Regions from separate parts of the Mus musculus genome. Here region 2 is linked to region 1. A link is a contact called in public promoter capture Hi-C data. All regions are on one chromosome and are shown on one strand. The core of a region is the stretch at or near the end of the contact, and the rest is flanking DNA. Distances in the headings are between cores, read along the strand shown.

The links. Promoter capture Hi-C pulls out the DNA fragments that hold promoters and counts their contacts.
Region 2: a contact with region 1 is called in a promoter capture Hi-C map of liver, with 1.9 times the contacts expected there. The contact joins two enhancer-like sites. A contact is called at or near these places in 11 of 39 promoter capture datasets (the HPC-7 cell line, embryonic stem cells, frontonasal cranial neural crest and 7 more), 4 of 484 Hi-C or Micro-C datasets (CD8 T cells, cerebral cortex, conventional type 1 dendritic cells and 1 more), 1 of 115 datasets of contacts at active chromatin or transcription factors (bone marrow-derived macrophages) and 3 of 9 other capture datasets (adipose tissue, liver and pancreatic islet).

What each region holds. Positions count from the first base shown.
Region 1 is chr13:96,497,773-96,501,222 of GRCm38.p6, forward strand. All of the region lies in intron 6 of Polk (polymerase (DNA directed), kappa), which reads right to left. Among named protein-coding and RNA genes, the nearest start is that of Ankdd1b, 28 kb to the left of the region's middle. Within about 2 kb of position 2,094, at least 9 of the 459 cell types and tissues checked have an H3K27ac peak or open chromatin away from gene starts, as enhancers often do. A contact at or near this core is called in liver, where this site is marked.
Region 2 is chr13:96,574,835-96,577,977 of GRCm38.p6, forward strand. All of the region lies in intron 3 of Cert1 (ceramide transporter 1), which reads left to right. Gm46436 (a long non-coding RNA gene) reads left to right here. Exons shown (of 2, transcript XR_001781022.2): 1 at 1-902; 2 at 1,008-3,143. Among named protein-coding and RNA genes, the nearest start is that of Gm46436, 4.4 kb to the left of the region's middle. Within about 2 kb of position 1,282, at least 5 of the 459 cell types and tissues checked have an H3K27ac peak or open chromatin away from gene starts, as enhancers often do. A contact at or near this core is called in liver, where this site is marked.

The DNA of each region.
Region 1 (3,450 bases), core at 844-3,343:
GCTATCCTCACAAGCCCCCTATACCCTCCCCCAACCCATCCACTACCGCTTCCTGGCCCTGGCATTCCTCTGTACTGGGGCATATGATCTTCGAAAGACCAAGGGGCCTCTTCTCCCATTGATGCCCAACTAGGCCATCCTCTGCTACATATGCACTAGAGACAAGAGCTCGGGGGAGGGGGGGTACTGGTTAGTTCATAATGTTGTTCCACCTATAGGGCTGCAGATCCCTTCAGCTCCTTGGGTACTTTCTCTAGCTCCTCCATTGGGGGCCCTGTGTTCCATCTAATAGCTGACTGTGAGCATCCACTTCTGTATTTGCAAGGTACTGGCATAGCCTCACAAGAGAGAGCTAAATCAGGGTCCTTTCAGCAAAATGAAAGCAGAACTTCTTTACATAAATTCTTAGAGTCTGATCCAACTAATGAAGGCCCAGATTTAAAGCAGAAAGTGTAATCATTAACACACTGGAGAGTGGTACTGTTAGGACGTAGAGGAGTTGGGCACACTGGTGTGTGCCTGGGATCCCAAGACCCAGTACATGGGAGGGTGAGACAGGAGGATGACAATACCAAAAATAGTCACATGAATAATTCCACTAAAAACTGTTCTCTAAGCTTAATATAAGATAAAAACAATTTAAATATATTTATAGGATTAACAACAGTTTTCTGATCCCATATCATAACACATATATTTCCCAAATCAAGGTAAATACAGAAGCAACAATTATATTCTTTTTTATTTTTTTTTAAAGCTAGGTTATCCTCACATTAACTATGCAGCCTGTCCAGGTTGGTCTTGAACACCAAATTCTATTGCTTCAGCCTTCAGAGTGCTGAGATTATAGGTATAGGAGCTTAATTTTCTTAAATTAAATTTCCAGACACAGTTGAAGGTATTTTCCTTGAAAAATGACCTTGGTCTTTAGAAAATGTTTAAAGAAGGCTGGGTGGTGGCACACATCTTTAAGCCCAACCCTGGGGAAGCAGAGGCAGTCAGGTTTCTGTGAGTTCCAGGACAGCCAGAGCTCTTTTTAAAAGGAAGAAAGAAAGAGAGAAAGAAAAGAGAGAAAGAAAGAAAGAAAGAAAGAAAGAAAGAAAGAATAAAGAAAGAGAAGGAAGGAAGTAAGGAAGGAAGGAAGAAAGAAAGAGAGAGAGGGAGAGAGAAAAATGTTTACAGATATGTAAATAATATAACAGTATACTTGATTAGTTGCAATCTTTAATTATGGTGTATGAGTTGCTTTACAGATAGAAACCTCAACTCTGAATCTGCAGGCCACACACAGTACAACCTGTTCTCACCACATCTGTGCTTCAGGCCATTTCCATGTTCACATTCTGATTTTTAAACTTTAGGGCAACTTGGGAGGAGTAAGAGGATGGGACAGCTGACATGAGGGCTACCCAGACGCCCTTTCTTCCAGTCGGCTGCACAGAAGTCAAGGTAAAGGGCTACAGACAGAATGCAGGCCAGTCTATCATCCTGACCCGGCTCCTGAGCCCCCTTCGGAGTTGTGTCTCGCCCTGGCGCCCTCTACTCCCGGAAGCCAAGATGCTGCCTCTGGTGCATCGTCAGAGCTGCTGCAGCAACACAGCATCTTTTCAACCCCAGCTGTACTTGACCTCTGTGTGGCCTGGCTGTGTAACCGGCTGCTGAATGAAACTCCTTCACACTCTCCCTGACTGAAGCAAGCAGAGCAACAGAGCCAGACTAGAGTGCTCCATGTGGACCGCAAGCACTCAAGTGCTAGCGTTCGAATCTCCAACACAGCACAACACTTGCCAGCTAGATTTGTATGGCAAAGCAGACATAAAACAATGCTTAATATTCTATTTGCAAATAAGGACAATAGTTCACTACCTATTTCTAGAGACAAAGAATCTTGAAAGATCCACCAATCACCTGCCCACTTGCAAACCCCGAAAATACAAGGTTTGCTGTTCGTAAGAATGCAGCCCATAGGGAATTATGTGTAAAAAACAAAAGTTAAATCATTTCATTTGCTTAAGAATATGAAACAGATGAAGTGAACACCGGGCAAATGAGCAACCTTGCTGTGACATCACCTCACCATCGCCAGCTTGGACACTGAAAGGAGCACTGGCAGAGAGGAAGTCACTCACCTTAAGCCTAAAGCAGTTTTTAAACACAAGGCAAGAGTAGCCATTGAGGGGGTGCTTAAAATCAATCAGTAATTTCCTCTCCACTGCTCTCAAAAACACTAAGAAACTAACAGAATAGGCTTTTACATTTTTACTTTTCTACTTTTTACCTCTCATGCCCAAACAATAAGGTTATGCCAAAAGGGCAAAGGTCTTTCTGCTGTTGTTCCAAGCTTCTGTGTTTAGAAGCTACTATTCTTTTTTTGATGTTTCCATCAAAGAAAAAAGAAAGACCTAGGAAATAAGATAATGAGGCTTTGATTTGGTGTCTGTATTAAACTTGTTGCAAACAAGGGGAGCTCCTAACCGTGTGAGTCTTAGAATTTGATGCTGCTGGGTGTGGTGGCGCAAGCCTTTAATCTCAGAGTTTGAGGCCAGCCTGGTCTACACAGTGAGTTTCAGGACAGGTAGGGCTCAAGGCTATGTAGGAAAACCCAGTCTCAAAAAATCAAATCAAAACAAAAGAAAACCAAAAACAAAAGCCAAAAACAAAACAAAACAAAACAAAAAAAAAACAAAAAAAAAGGGAAAAATATTCGATTCCACCACACCCCGACCATTTTTGCTCAAGGAGGTTACTAGCCTGCTTGCCCACCACTGACTAGCCCCTCTGATGCTGTGAAGACGTTACACACATGAAATGTGGCTGCGGTTTGTGAGTGAGTCCTTTTGGGTCACCTTTTCAGCTGGGTGAACTTTGTTCATGCATTTGAGACAGGTCAGACATTTGAAGTACTAGCCCTTTTGGCAAAGGGACTGGAGGCAGAATGTGTAACATCCGAATGTTTCACGGTATCACTTTGGATAAATAATACAAATCTATGGAGTGAGTCCCGAATCCTCTAGTTGTGTAGAAGAATCATGAGGCTCTGTGGAGATGCCTTAGCGGGTAAAGCGCTTGCCACGCAAGCTTGAGGACCCGAGTTCAGATCTACAATGCCAGCATAAAAGCTAGGTATAGCGGGGCCTCCGAAGTAAAGGGCGATGGGAGGGACAATGACAACAGCAGATCCCCAGAGACCTTGCCTCAGAAGAGAGTGACAGAAGACATCCAGGTGTACCGCTGCCCCTCCCCCACGTGGCACAGCAAGGTCTATGGTGAAGGAGAGAGAGGAGTTTATGGATGTCTGCAGGGTTGGAAACAGCCACACTGTCGTCTTAGAACTAGATTATAGGAAACCCGGGAACAAAGGACAACGAAATCACCAAGGGTTTTGGTGTGTTTGGGGCTAATCTTTTTAAAAGTCTGATTCCTATCAACAATAACAACAAAAGCCACTTT
Region 2 (3,143 bases), core at 32-2,531, 76 kb after region 1:
GTGTGTACACATCCATCTCCAAAGTGACAAATGTCCCTGCTTATAGTATAGTTGAAAAGCAAGGGCTTTGGAGTCAATAGATTCCGTAAATTATAGCATATTGTCTCTGGAAGAAGAGCTGAACATTCAATGAGAGTGGCTAAATGTACACACCCGGAAAGTTGATTATATTCATTCAGGGCCAGCTCTCTCATTGGTGATTAAAGATGTCATTTAAGCAGGACCAATTTGTATATTTTTAGCAGATTTGACCTTTAAGGTTTTGTCAGTTGATTTAGACTTATGGCTATTCTTTTCTCTGAGAGAACTTTATTTTGTTCTCTTTCCTCAGTATAGTCCAAGCCAGGTACTATGCAAGTTTCCATTTGTGTTTTGTGTTTGCAGGAGATAAGTACATAAAGCATGCAGCTCATGTTTTTGATTTCTTTGGATCTCAGAGATGAGACTTAAGCTGATCTTAAGTTCTTTGGAAAAACTAATATAGCTACTTTTAAAACAAATAAATTTTGTTATTGTTTTCATGCTTAATGTACAAAAATAAAATAAGTGATGTGTGACTGCTAAGCAGCATGCTAGTTGATATGTAAATTAACTGTAAATTCTAAAACTAACTTATTTTGATTTCTTTAACTAACTGAAGGAGAAATTTCAAATGTTACTACCTTTAATTTACAAATTATCTTCTTTCTTTCCCTAATAAAGCAGATAGAGTAATGTATTTCCTGGGTCAATATCATTAAGGACTGTTGACGATTTCACTTGGAAATTTTACTAAAGTAAACATGAAGTTAACCTGATCTTTAGAATTAATACCAAATTATTAAGGCGATGATGACACTGAGACCTGCCAGTTTCTAGAGGTCACTGAGAACCAGTTAGAGGTCACTGAGAACCAGTTAGAGGTCGCTGAGTACCAGATAGAGGTCGCTGAGAACCAGTTAGAGGTCGCTGAGAACCCGTTAGAGGTCACTGAGAACCCGTTAGAGGTCGCTGAGAACCCGTTAGAGGTCGCTGAGTACCAGATAGAGGTCGCTGAGAACCAGTTAGAGGTCGCTGAGAACTCGTTAGAGGTCGCTGAGTACCAGTTAGAGGTCGCTGAGAAACCAGTTAGAGGTCGCTGAGAACCAGTTAGAGGTCGCTGAGAACCAGTTAGAGGTTGCTGAGTACCAGATAGAGGTTGCTGAGAACCAGTTAGAGGTTGCTGAGAACCAGTTAGAGGTCGCTGAGAACCAGTTAGAGGTCGCTGAGAACCAGTTAGTGTAAAATGTAGAGCGTGAATGATGTGGACTCTGATCATTTCAGCTCATTCAATTCAGTTACTTTCTCTGGCTATTACCTGCTCTTTGGATAGCTGGACAGTCCGTTTGGAATAGTAAACATATCTTTCTGTTCTGATGTCACGAGCTTTATGTGACTCATCATCTCTCTGCCACCCTGGAAAGTAAAGAAAGTGTAATTTTACAAGGAGCTGACATATTTGTAGTAAAATTAAATATTTTGTGTATTATGCTACTAACTTCTAGTTCGTTCTGAGTTTGTTGGGGGCGGGTTATTTTGTTTTTTGTTTTGTTTTCTTAATTCTACACAGTTTTTCTCTCTCTAGCTGTTTGAGTCTACAGAACTCACTCTGTAGACCAGGCTGACCCTGAACTCAAGAGATCTGCCTGCCTTTACCACCCAAGTGCTGGGATTAAAGATGGGTGCCACCACTGCCCTGCTAGTTCATTCTATTTTAGCATTTGATTTTATATTAATTCTCTTTTTTATCAATTACTACTGGTAAGCTTATTGCTGGAACACAGTTCTCTTAAGACCAGTTCTTTAAAATTAGTACATCATCTGAATTCTCCTAGCCTATGTGTATAAACTAATGGAATTCCTCCTCTTGCTCTTGGGTGGCCATAAAAGGCAATGTGTTGTGTAAACTAGTGTTTTAGTACTGCTACAATCAGATCCATACATTTTTTTTGAGTCATGCCACTACTATGTACTAGATGCATAAGCTTAGTACGTTTCCTATAAAATGAAATATGATAGCATGCTATATGGTTCCTTTCTCTCCACCTCCAAATAAAAACAAACAGATGAGCAATATAGCCTACTCAGGATAAACAAAAATGTAGAGCATGAATGATGTGGACTCTGATCATTTCGGCTCATTCAATTCACAGTTACTTTCTCTGGCTATTACCTGCTCTTTGGATAGCTGGACAGTCCGTTTGGAATAGTAAACATATCGTTCTGTTCTCATGTCACTGGAAGGCTATTGTATGTTTGCTTGTTTATTTGGTTTGGTTGAGTTAGATTGGTATGGATTGGTTCTTGTAGTGGGCTTGTTTTATTAGAAGTTCCAGACAGGTTTTACTAATATTTAACATCTGGAAGGACTGAAGGTTTCTGTTCCTTCCCAGGATCCTCTTATACTCATTATACAATAAGCTCTATATTAATCTATTTCATGCAAATATACAGCACATGCCTTTACGCTCTATCTCTGACTTTCATAGGTGCATGTATGAGAAAAAAGTGTTGTGTATTCTAAGACTTCTCGAGTGATAGAGAGGTAATGATAGCTAATTTTGAGGATGAATGTGTGTAAACTGCATAATAGACTTACCTTACTTTACTCATATATTTATATGAGAATAGCATTGTTACCTGAGGTAATTGAAGCACAGAAAGATTAAGTAGCCTGTCCAAGGTTAGACACTGGTAAGTAAAGGAGCCAGTCTTTCCAACCCAAGAGGGTGGGCTTTTAGCCAATAAGTTCTTCTGCCATCCTACAAGTATGTATTTACAGGAAATAACTTATTGACTTAAGTCATGGACTTATTGATTCAGGCTATTCTCATATTTTAATAATTCTTCATGTTTATGGTTTTTTTTAGACTACAAGTTTCCTTATGGACTCAGATATATTAATTTATAAGAATTATCAAATTGGGCACAAAAAATTTACAATTTTTTGAAGTCTCCCAAACTCTCCCTTTAACCCTTAATGCCCAGTGTTAGATGACTACTAGTTATGAATCCAGTAGGGTCCTATACTCAGTGCCTACTTATGCTTTCCTTCCTTAGTAAACTCACCCAGAATAACCTGCTCACTGGGAGCAAAAGTCTCAAAGAGATGACTTCTGTTTGTT